2 separate regions of the Mus musculus genome follow, and region 2 is linked to region 1. A link is a contact called in public promoter capture Hi-C data. All regions are on one chromosome and are shown on one strand. The core of a region is the stretch at or near the end of the contact, and the rest is flanking DNA. Distances in the headings are between cores, read along the strand shown. Region 1 holds the start of Slc35f3 (solute carrier family 35, member F3). Region 2 holds the start of Tomm20 (translocase of outer mitochondrial membrane 20).

Region 1 (6,225 bases), core at 1,573-4,072:
GTCAGTGACAAGCCTTCAGTGGTCATTGGTCAGTGACAAGCCTTCAGTGGTCATTGGTCAGTGACAAGCCTTCACTTACATGTTTATTGTTCAGCAGGCTTAGCAAGGAGAGAAAACATTTGCTTCATTAGTGTTTCTGGTCTCCTTCCCAGAGCCCATCACAGGCCCTGCCCTCAGTAAATGTTTACTTAGTTCAATTTTAAAATGGACATGTATCTAAATATTCTGAACATTTCAGGGGCACCTGGACATTTCCAGAAAAAAAATAGTCATTCTCATGCTGAAAAAGATCATATCCCAATAAAGTCATGTTTTAAAGCTTATGAGTTAAAGTTCTATTAACTGGTATGAAGAATAGCTATAGAGTATTAAAGTGATGGCTTCAATGGCCAGTGGTTTGCTGCTCTTATGGATGGCCTGGGTTATATACCCAGGGCCCACATGGCAACTGACAAGTGTCTGTCACTCCAACCACAAAGGATCTGAGGCCTTCTTCTGACATCCATGGGCCCTGCATGCATGTTGTGCATTTACACGCATGTAGGCAAACACACATATAAAATTACAATAAATAATCTTTGTTTTTAAAAGGCTGTAGAAATCTATAATATATGCAGATTATCTTCCCTGTTAGGCAATGGCATTGATTAGTCTGACTCACAAAACTGTGTTCACGCAGATGAGTGTAATCATTGAGATTTATTATGAATAGAAAATGTTAAACTCCTGACCTCCTTCAGGTAATGACTATAATTGTTTCTGACACCGGATGCTCCTGGAATGTCTGGCTGTCACTGTCTTGGTCCCAACCCTGAAGTCACTAAAAGATGAACAAAGTGCCAAGGAACCCAGATGGAGCTGCCACCTGGTCCTTTCCATCACTGACCCAGAAACCCAAGGCAGAGTCTTGAGACAAGAATATGTATACATTGAGGTTCAAAGATACCTTGGTTACTAACAATGCGTTCAATTTGAATTTCATTTCTTTCACTTGATTTTGTAATTAGCCACACTTTTAGGATCCTGTAAACAGTACTGTGTTTTTGTTTTTGTTTCAAATTCCAGTTGTCCATTGTAGACAGATAGGAAAGTGGTTAAGTTTTGTACATTATCCTTGAATCTTTCAGCCTTTTAAAACACCAGTTATTGTGTTACTTCATGTAACTATGGCAAAATACGAGACAAAAGCAACTCAAGGAAGAAGGATTTATTTTGGATCACAGTTTAAAAATACACTCAGTCCATTGTGGTAAAAAAAAAAAAAAAAAAAAAAAAAAAAAAAAAAAAAAAGACCTGGTGGAGGGAGCCTGAGGCAGCTGGTCACGAGGTAGCCACAGGGCATCGGGCACATAGTGTCAACAGACAGAAGCAGCTGGTCACATGGTATCCACAGACAAAAGCAGCTGGTCACGAGGTATCCACAGACAGGAAGCAGAGAAAGATGAACACAAATGCTCAGCTCATTTTCTCCTTTTTAATCAGGCCAGGACCCAGCCCATGGAATGATGCTGCCCATATCTGAAAACTCCCTCATAGACATGCCCAAAGGTTTGTTTCCATGGTAATTCTAACATCAAATCGACAGACAATCAAGATTGACATCACAGTTATTAATTCCGAAGTTTTTTTGTTTTTTGTTTTGGTCAGCTCTGAGACTTTCCAGATCTGCTTGGCTGTCATCTAGGAAGACAACTTCATTTTTTCTTTCACTTCTTCCTATGTAGCAGCCATCGTCTTCCCTTTCTTGTGTAATTTAATTGTCTAGGACTGCCGGTAAGATGTTGTAGAGGCACAGCAAAGGTAGGAAGCCCTAGGTTGTCTCCCAGCAGGAAAACTGGAGTTTCTTACCTGTTTGCAGCAGGTTTCAGCAAGTTCAGCAAGTTGAGGAAGTGAGTTCTATTCTATTCCCAGTTCTCGGAGGAACAATATATCTTTTCCTAAAGTAATACATAAAGTAGCGCAGGCGGTTTGATCTCTTGGGGGAAATGTATCTCACACTCAGAAAAATGTTGGAATAGAATCTAGCTATAATTCATAGTAACCTTTCGGGACGTGATAAGGCTATTTTTCTTCTCTTATATATCTGCGTATTTTCTGACTTTGCGCTCAGTGCAGAAGAGCAGTATGGAGGGTGATTTGGAGGTCTAGAATGGCTTAGGAACAAGACACAAAAACTGATCGGAAGCTAGGTAGGACGACAGTCTCTGTAGAGGGCACTGAAGCAGTTAGTGCCCTTTTCCTTGAGCTGTGTGAGCTGAGGACTGGGCTTGATCCAGCAAATCAATTGCCACCTATTCTAAATAAGCCACTTAGTGTGCACTGTGAAATGCCAGGTTAGTTTGCTGTTTGCTTTCGTAGTAGCAGCGCTCTTTGGGGTGGCGCGCGCGCGTTTGTGTTTGGGGTGGGTGTTGGGGGGAAAGACCGAGAGACTCACGTGTCGAAACCAGAACGCCAGGACCGTGACAGGTCCCGCGCCCTAAGGTTGCAGAGCTTGCGGAGCCTGGCACACTCCGGGCTGCGAGGATCTGAACGCGCGTCCCCGCCAGGTCCACGCGCGCCGAGGCCGCCACAGCCTCGCGTCCCGGTGGCTCCGGAGCGCACTACCGGGCGCGCTCTCCGGAGCCTGGGCGTCCGTGACCGCGAGTACTAGGGCGCCGGCGGTGGCAGGCAAGGGGCGCGGCGCTGTTCTGCCACCGGCTCCGGGCAGCGGGCGCGGGCGACCTACGGGCGTCCAGACCTTTGTGGCGGCTGCCGGGAGCTCCGGCCGCGGCTCCCCTCGGCTCCAGCCTGGGCGCCCCGGGCCACTCGCTGCCGCCGCCCATGGGGATCCGAGAGTTTCCCGGCGGCGCTTCCAGGACCAAGAGCATTGCTGTGTGAGTAGAGCTGCAGGCGCGGGAGGGCAGCAGGCAGGTAGCCCCCGGGCATCCGCGACCCTGCCTAACCCGCACTGCTGCTCTCCTGGTGGGAGGGAGGGACAGAGGGACGGTCGTGTGTGGCGGAGCTTGGGAAGTTTCAGCAGCATCTCCGGGCCACTCGCCCTAGCTCACGTTGCCAGAGGCGCCCAGAGTAGGGCGCGGGACCCGACGCCGAGGTTCCTGGGAGCAGGGCACATGGCAAGCAACGCGAGGGGAGTAGCCGTGGGTCCTCACCAGTCCTCACTGACATCTCCTCCTCTCTGCCCTTGACTCATCCCGCCTTCCCGCGGCCTCAGTGGCATGAGGAGGTCACCGGACGTCAGCCCGCGGAGACTGTCCGACATCAGTCCTCAGCTCCGGCAGCTCAAGTACTTGGTGGTGGATGAGGCGATCAAGGAGGATCTGAAATGGTCTCGCTCTGTGGAGGATCTCACCAGTGGACCGGTGGGACTCACATCCATCGAGGAGCGGATCCTGCGCATCACAGGCTACTATGGCTACCAGCCCTGGGCGACCAGCTACAAAAGTAAGACCCCCCCTCCCCCGTAATTCCCTTGCCCACTAGTGGTCTCCCTGCCAGAGACACAGCTACCAGGGAAGCGCACAGGGATGGTTCACTGAACCCTCTCTTCTACATGCAGATAGGCAACTTTGATGAAGAGGCCTGGAGGCGTTTCTCAAGTCCTGAAAGCAGAGGTGGAGGTGGGAGGGAGAGAGGGGGAGGGGGCTTTGTGTTACATTTTCTCTGACACCTCCCTGACCTGTGTCCACTTCTGAGTGATTCTGAGGGTAAGCCTGTTGTGTCTATCAGTGAGAGCTGCTTCAGAGAACTGGTCTGTGTGGGTTTCTCATTGGATCCTGGTGCAGTTAGCTCAGGAGAACTCAGCCCTTGGGCCTGGAATTTAATTAATCTCTCAGGAGAAGTGATAAAGATTCATTGGATCTAGCTCCGTCTCTTTGGTTTAGGATTGTATGGGTCCTAAGCGAGAGGATTTTGTTCAGATCTTTCTAGGTATTTGAGTTTCCGGAAGATGAGTTCTTGGGGCCAGGTTGGGGTACCTCAGACTTCACCCTGAGCCTCAGCTGATGACCTTGGCTGCAATGGTGAGGCATGAAGAAACTACCTGTGCAGGCAGGACTGACTTGCTGACATCTATTTTGTTTTCTTTGGAAGGTAGAGATTTGCCAATACAAACTCAAGATATTGTTTGAGATATTACCAGGGTCCCGAGTTATGCCTCTGTAGTTAGACACTGGGAAAAGATTGCAGCTCACTCCTTCGGTGGGTCTGAGAAGGAAGCATGACTCATTCATTTGTAAGAAAGTCTAGACCAACAGCTTGATAATTCTGAAAGATATTTTTTAACCTTTTGTTGCTTGGAATTACAACACAATGTATTGGTTTTCCCTTAAGGGGAAACACTAGACATTTGTTTTATAATTTGATGATATTTACCAGTAAGAGCTTGTCTTTACATGAATTATTCTTAACACCTTCAAGTCCAAGCAGTTGGCTTTGGTCTTGTGTTGCTATTTGTAATAAAGGGCATGGTATTTGAGTGTTTGATTTCAATGGCCCGATTTGAGATTAAAGGTCTGTGGTGATTGTATGTAACCTAGTACAAAGCTTTCTGATATGCCCATATCCCCCCTGAACACCCCGCATCTTTGATTCTGCCACACGGTTTGACTTTTCATTGCAAAAGGAAGCTGTCTGTCACTGAAAGCCACTGAGCAAAGGGTAGCAAGAATCGGAACCTTTCAGAACCTAGCTTTCCTGAGGGTGTGGAGGGGATCCCCCAGATTTCCTGCTTTGCAAACTTCAGTTAGAAAATAAATATTCTGTGATCTGTGTCTCAGTTCTCTGCATTTATAATGAAGACGACGCTGTAAATTACAGGCTTCGGGAAGTCATCTCTCGGCTCCGAAGTCAGGATAAGGTTTATTTTTATGATTCCCTTCGTGGCTGGCTCTGTGCTCTTGTGCTGAGGCTTGTGATTTGTGGGGGAGCTGGTGAGCAGCTTTTGGGCAAGGAGACTCTATTATAAAGACTCCAACATACTTTGTAGTAAGACCTAGGAAGGGCCACATGGAACACAAGTCACTTGTGACACCAGCAATATTATAAACACCATCTTTCAGAGGCTTCTCTGAAGGAATAACTAGGAGAAACCAAGGCTCCAGTGTTTGCTGCCCTGTGAACAAAATCCTCACTCCATTTATCCTCTCCTTGTGAGGATTCTTTCTTCTTCCAAGGTATTTCCTCGCTACTAAAATGCTTTAGGTGACAAGTGACATTCTGATGAATTAATTGGCTTTAAGTTTAAATTTAGAGGCTCTGATGTTTTATTCATGCAGCAGGAGAGGGGTTAGGCCAGAGCGCTGATGTTTGCCATTTCTACCCAGATCCAAAAATAATAACAGAGGTATATCCATCTGGGCCACCAGGCCATTGCTTAGTTTGTTGCCTAATTCATGAACTCAACCAACTAGACGAGACAGTGATTACAAGGTAAAGTGTGTGTGTGTGTGTGTGTGTGTGTGTGTGTGTGTGTGCATGCATGTGTGTGTATGTGCGTGTGTGTGTGTGTGTGTGTATATACCTGTGTGCACAGGCCAGAGGGCAACCTTGAGTGTCATTCTTCAAGTCACACAAACCTGGAATTTGCTGAGTCGTCTGGGCCGACTAGCCAGCAAGTCTCCGCCAAGCCCCTGTTTCCACCTCTCCAGTGCTGGGATTTCAGACAGGTGACATCACACCCTGCTTTTTTATGCAGGTTCTGGGGATTGGACTCAGGCTTCAGTGCTTCCAAGAGAAACACTTCACCAGAGGAGCTCCAGAACTCTGGATGCCGAGCTTTCCTTTAACCCTAAACCGTTGGATCTTGGCACTGTTGATGTTTTTCTAGGTCGTTCTTTGTTGTGTGGGGTCTGCGCAGCATTGAGCAGTATCCCTGGCCTCTGCTCATTGGATGGCAGTAGATTGCCACTCCTCCCCCAGTTGACAACCAGAACATTTTTAGGCACCGCCAGATGTCCTCTGCAGGGCGAGCCTTTGGTTCTGAAGTACTTAGTTACTCAAGCCCTAAGGTTTGCACACCAAGCAGGCCATGATCAAGGAGTACCTATGCCTTCTGAGTTCCCTTCTCCTCCCCTGTCCTCTAGGACCATCCTTTGGGGTTTTGTGTTGGGTCACATCATAATAATCAGTCTTCTAAAGTCTCCATGGAGCAGATGCTCCTGCTGTACTCATGATTCATCTACTTGCCCTAAGTTGATGATAGTTTGTAGCGAGTACTTCGCCTCTTAA
Region 2 (6,225 bases), core at 2,564-5,063, 810 kb after region 1:
ATTAACAGATGTAAAACATGTGGTACGAGAACCTAGGCTCATATCCTGCCATTCTGGCATCCTATCGTTAAATACCCAATACCTAGAGAGTAACAATTACTCAATACAATGACCTAGACAACAGCCAGGTGGTACAAGTGACAGGCATTTTCTCTATGCACTAGATAGGCAAATTGTAAGCAAGAGAACTTAACTCTCCAAGATCAGTCTTGCCAAGAAAAGCAAAAGCCATCAACCAAGCAAAACATCTCTGAAAACCTTAAAGTAGTCTATGAATCTGAGTCAACTGGAACTGAAGGACCTGTTGGCTAAGACCTAAAACGTAAGTGATGAGCAGTTACTCAAGCGCTTGACTCCAGACCACCTTGTCTTCCTTTACCTGTATCACCAAAGACACAGCATGCGGATGAAAACCACCTCACAAAGCAAAACTGGGTAATAAGGAATGAAAAATACAATATGCTAAACCAGAATTTTGAGAAAATAATAAAAAGGCAATGAACTTTATTTCCACAACCATCTACCCAATGCAGGACATGGACATAGAAGATAAAGATAAGATCCTTAATGTGTTTCATTTTTAACAGGATGACTAGAGTTCTGCCTTCAGTTTCATAAGACTACCTCTGTAATAAAGTCACAATGGTAAACAGGCTGAAAGAGTCACACATTCAATTAGCAAGGATAGTTATGTGTTGATATAAGCCTGAGACACTTGTAAATCTACCAAGTTTAAACAACTATATTCATTAAACAAAAAACAAAGCCAAACTGTAAGCCAGGTGAATGCCTTTAATCTCAGCACAGGACAAGGGGAATCTCTGAGTTCAAGAACAGCCAGGATTAGAGATGGTGTCTCAAAACAAAAGCATGCAAAGCCTAAATTCAGAACCACTCCAAATCCAAGCAAGCCATTATTTAAAACAAATCACATATTTAGTGAATTCCTAAGTGAAGTATCCTTCACAGTGTGCAGTATAAATGAGGCGCACCTAGGGTGGGAACAGTATTTAGAAACCTCAGATCAAGCCTTAACACCAACGGAGGTGGGGTGGGGGTAATGAAGTCAATCTGAATTAAGACATCTAATTTCGGGCTGGTGAGATGGCTCAGTGGGTAAGAGCACCCGACTGCTCTTCTGAAGGTCCAGAGTTCAAATCCCAGCAACCACATGGTGGCTCACAACCATCCGTAACGAGATCTGACTCCCTCTTCTGGAGTGTCTGAAGACAGCTACAGTGTACTTACATATAATAAATAAATCTTTAAAAAAAAAAAAAAGACATCTAATTTCAAATCCTAAATTTAAGTCCCTTTTCATTAAAAGGCAAACCGACTTAGAACACCATCCTTTCATTGCAGATGTACATGTACATCAAAAAAATTAAATTCATATTATTCAAATTCTTAAGAATCACCCAACTACATAGTTTAGAGACTTGTGAATTTACTGCTACTTGGTAGCAAAAATTTGCCAAAACAAACCAACCTTGTAGCATTCACTAATTACCGATCAGCAACAGTACCAAGGACTTCTGAAGTGTGGCTTCCCTCTGCCTTCTTGTCACTGCTGCAGTCAGTAAGTCACTGAAATCAACTGGTTCTGACTAAAGGCAAGCGGAGAAAACAAGCAGTCTAGCACAGAAAGCCACAGGGAGGAGCAGAGGCGGAAGGCCTAGGCTGCAGAAGGCCATGGATTCAATCACGGGAAGGGCAAAAAAGTTAATACTGCAAAGATGATTTTGAAAAGAACACCCTTGCAGGGCGTTATTGCCGCGCCTTTAATCCTACCATTTGGGAGGCTGAAGCAGGTTTATCTCTGAGTTCCAGGCTAGACAGGTCTGCAGAGTGAGCTTGCCTCAAAAGTTTTTGTTTTGGAGACAGGGTAGCCCTGTCTGTCCTGGAACTCAATTTGTAGCCCAGGCTGGCCTCAAACTCAGAAATCTGCCTGCCTCTGCCTCCCGAGTGCTGAGATTAAAGGCGTGCACCAACACGCCCGGCTTCAAAAGTTTTAAACAACCATAATTTTCCTGAAACAACTTATTTCTTCAACCAAAACCACTTTCTCAAGATTTCCACCAAGGCTTTCCAAAGGAATCAATCAGCCTGCTTAGCTGTCTCCCAATGTGTAGACCCACAGCCCCAAGACACTGAGTAGACTTGTGGACCCAAAAGTCACACTTAACAGTCCGCATTTATGGAGCCTTCCGTAGGTCAAGTACTTATCCCACCTAACCAACAAGAGGCAGCTTGTACCACCGTACTTTACAGTTAAGGAGATTTTTAGTGAATGCTGCTGGTCAGTACGCAATCTGGTCCCCAAAACGCAGTCTATAAATCCAAGATGCATTCTTCGCATTACTCTACCTAGCCATCGGACAAAAACACACTCTCCTTATCTCCCCACGTGAAGAAAACGATGAGGCTACTTGGGGCCTACGGGCTCAAAAAGTCCTGGAAGTCCTATAATGAGTATTAAAGGATGTACGTCTAATTCATTAGTCTCCGACCATATATAACTACGAAAAATTAAAAAACTCATTTAGAAATTCGAGAGAATGGAGTAACTGACTGACTGCAGCCCCCAAGAAAGCGAAACAAAAAAGGCCAGATTATTCCAACAAATGTGCTTTCAGACTATATATTGAAAAATAAAGAGTCTCTGTAAATTCATGGGTGGATCACATGTCCATGACTTCCCAAGGCGTGCCAAGATTTCCCTCCGGTAAAACTCTTTGAAGATGTCGCAGGTATGAAATAAGACTGAGCCACGTGAGGAGCGCAGCCCTTTGGACTCCCCCGCACTTTGTCTAGCATTCACTCATATCTTGGAAGCACCAGAGCAAAGCTGCCAAGAGGGTTTAAGAATGCAAGGACGACACCCCACTGTGCTAGTGCTGGGGCAGCACCGTCGACGGGTTTGCTGAATAGAGCACCACCGCCTTCGGGGTAGGCACCCGTCTGAAAAGCTAGCAATGAGAGGCACCAAGAGTTCGAAGCCGACCTACCAACTGCAGCAGTCCCCTGTCGTAAACACACATAAAGAATGATTGTTTTCAACGGTGACTGTTATAGAGAAAGGCTCGTGCCTGTTATCACAGCACTAGGTTGAAGCGGGGGGCTGGGGAGGTGGTGGTGGTGCTGGCTGCCACGAGGTCGAGGCTAGCGCGGGTTACAGCCTGAGCTACACAGGAGGACCCTGTCTTCAACACAAGTTGAGTGGGGGGGAATGGAGCTGGGCGTGGTGAGACCTTGAAACTGGAGGATAACCACCTTAACCTGAGCTAAAGACCTGTCTCCCACCCCCCATCCCCCAGAATTACAGAGCTGGGGAAAGGCAAAAAAGTGCTACCCCTCCCCCGAATCAGCATGCATTCCACCGCCAGCAAGATGGAGCCAGGTCGCCTCCAAGATGGAGGCCCGCGGGCACAGGCGGGACCCTGGCCGCAAGAGCGCGACGCCGGGGAGCACTCGGGGGCGCGCGGGGCCCACTCACGTTCTCGAAGCCTGTTCTTGAAGTTGGGGTCACTCCGCCTTTTGCGGTCGAAGTAGATGCAGTACCCGATGAAGAGGGCACCGCACACGCCCGCGGCGATGGCGCTGTTCCGGCCCACCATCTTCGCTCGACTGGGGCGTACGCCGGGCCGCGGCAGCCCGCCTGGCAGCGGTTAGCTCCGACCGATCGGAGCACGCCGGCCGCTCGCAGCCGCCTGCCTCCAGTCCAGACGGAAAAGGCCGAGCGCGAGGACTTCCGGCGCGCGAGGACCCCGGGGGAAGGTCCGCGGCGGGCTGTCCGCGGCGGTGCCTGCGCGGGAACGCCTGGTGCGCACGCGCAGATGGACCCAGTCTGCGCGGCTGAGACGCCAAGCTGGGGGCGGGGCGTGCACTGCAGAAGGATTTGTGCGTCATCCCGTGACCAGGGGGTCAGGGGCAGCACGTGTTTGTGGCGTGCTGAGTCAGAAGCCTCTAATCCACTGTCCTTGCTAATGAAAGACGAAGGTGGGAGCCGGCTGAGAACAGCATCTCATCTCACTGTGTCCTTCAGGAAGCCTGTGACTTGAAGTGCATGCGTTTGCTTTTTAGGTTTTTGAGACGGGCTCTCCCCTTGTAGCATAGTAGGGTCTGGAACTTGCTGTGTAGTCTGCCCTGGCCTCGAACCTGCAATCCTTTTGCCTCATCCTCTGAGCTGTGGTTTTAAAGGAAGACCTGAGCCGCCTGATCTGGCAGTATTTGCTTTGTAAATTGCGTTGTGACTGAGATTAGACACAATGATTGACTGCAAAATAATTTTATGATGTAGCCCTGGTGCGGAGAAGAAAAATGGGTTAATTCGTTCAAAAAAATTTAACCTGTAAGGAATGCAGAAGGGCAAAAAAAAAAAAAAAAAAAGTCTATGGGTGGCCCTGATTTGTGCCGTCATTAAACTGCAGTCTTGTCGTTCTCTCCCTCCTCCACAACCCCCATCAAGATTCCCAACCAGCTCGTTACTAATGCTCGAACCCACCCACCACACTTGTGGCTGGCTTTTGAAGGAAAGGCAGTCTGGTACAGCAACTGCTCCCTTCACTGAGGAAACATCGAAACCTGGGACAGTGACAAGCTATGCTGCAGTCTCTGAGAATTGGGTACAGTGATAAGAGGTAGCCGATGCAAGCCTTTCCTGCACCTCTCATTGTAAGAATGCTTTTTTTTTTCATTTATGCATATGAGTGCTCTACCTGCATGTACACCTTCGTACCAGAAAAGAGCATTAGATAGCATTACAGATGGTCGTGAGCCACCGTGTGGTCGCTGGGAATTGAACTCAGCACCTCTGGAAGAATAGCCAGTGCTCTTAACTGCTGAGCCATCTCTCTAGCCCCTTTAAGGATTTTTTGAAGCTATGTTAAGGGAGAAAAAAAGTTTACAAGAAAAAAATGTTTCATACTCATGACTAATCAGTACTTAGCCAGCACTTTTATAACAAAGCCAACTTCTATCCACTCTTGACCACTTATATACATAGTCTTGTGGCTATTAAGTATTTTATCAGATAGAACGTACCAAGAAATTACACTAAGCATCTTTAGAAAATTTCCTACAAAATACATTTTTTAATGATTTACACAATCATAGTAGCACACACATTCTAAAGGAGGAATTTCAACAGTTACACAGTACCGAATTCCAAAGTATCTAGGGCCAGTGAGATGGCTGAGTGAGTCCATGCTTTGGAAGGAGAAAACTCCAGAGTTTTCTTCTGGCCTCCACATTCACATCATACACATATTAAATAAAGTTACATCTATGCATGTATATAACCTGCTCACTCACAGGAGCTGTAAGTTGTACATAGATTATATATGCACGCACAATCTAATGTTACATCTTTATATAGTTTATGCAAAAATGCTCCAGAGTGATCAGGTAAAATTGCTGAAATTTAACTGAAAAGGTTCTAAATACTGTAAGGAAAACCAACCATAAATTATCCAGTCTTGGATACAGGAAATAGAGCTTTCTCTGCTGTAAAAGCTACACACTTTTATTTATTTTTTAATATTTATTTAATGTGAGTACACGGTAGCTGACTTCAGACACACAGCAGAAGAGTGCATCGGACAGATGGTTGTGAGCCACCATGTGGTTGCTGGGAATTGAACTCAGGACCTCTAGAAGAACAGTCAGTGCTCTTAACCACTGAGCCATCTCTCCAGCCCCACACTTTTATTTTTTACTTGTATATATGTGTGTGTAGGTTATGTTAGTGAAAAAGTGCACAAAGTCTGGGGAGACTAGAGGAGTTGGACCTAGGAGCTCAAGTTACAGACAGTTGTGAACTGCTTGACGTGGGTACTAGGAATTGAACTTAGGTACTCTGAAGAGCAGTGCATGCTCTTAACCAAGAAACCAACTCTCCAGCCTCTAGAGCTATGGGGTTTGTTTGTTTTTTGTTTAAGATTTATTTATGTGTAAGTACACTGTAGTTGTATCCAGACATTCCAGAAGAGAGCATCAGCCAGGCATGGTGGCGCACGCCTTTAATCCCAGCACTTGGGGGGCAGAGGCAGGCGGATTTCTGAGTTCAAGGTCAGCCTGGTCTGCAAAGTGAGTTCCAGGACAGCCAAGGCTATACAGAGAAACCCTGTCTCAAACAAACAAACAACAGAAGAGGGCATCAGATCTCATTACGGATGGTTGCGAGCTACTATGTGGTTGCTGAGATTTGAACTCAGGACCTTTGGA

Evidence for each region. Promoter capture Hi-C pulls out the DNA fragments that hold promoters and counts their contacts.
Region 2: a promoter capture Hi-C map of hippocampal neurons shows a contact between it and region 1, with 3 times the contacts expected there. The contact joins the promoter of Tomm20 here to the promoter of Slc35f3 in region 1. A contact is called at or near these places in 4 of 39 promoter capture datasets (the HPC-7 cell line, frontonasal cranial neural crest, hippocampal neurons and 1 more) and 1 of 115 datasets of contacts at active chromatin or transcription factors (embryonic stem cells).

What each region holds. Positions count from the first base shown.
Region 1 is chr8:126,136,303-126,142,527 of GRCm38.p6, forward strand. Slc35f3 (solute carrier family 35, member F3) reads left to right here and starts at 2,823. Exons shown (of 8, transcript NM_001363500.1): 1 at 2,823-2,873; 2 at 3,212-3,441. The coding sequence starts at 3,216.
Region 2 is chr8:126,942,108-126,948,332 of GRCm38.p6, forward strand. It overlaps Tomm20 (translocase of outer mitochondrial membrane 20), which reads right to left and starts at 3,814. Exons shown (of 5, transcript NM_024214.2): 1 at 3,497-3,814. The coding sequence starts at 3,617. LOC115486982 (a long non-coding RNA gene) reads right to left here and starts at 3,490. Exons shown (of 2, transcript XR_003947623.1): 1 at 1,490-3,490. LOC115487043 (a small nucleolar RNA gene) reads right to left here and starts at 2,873; the gene lies at 2,740-2,873. It overlaps Rbm34 (RNA binding motif protein 34), which reads right to left. Exons shown (of 11, transcript NM_172762.3): 11 at 5,065-6,225.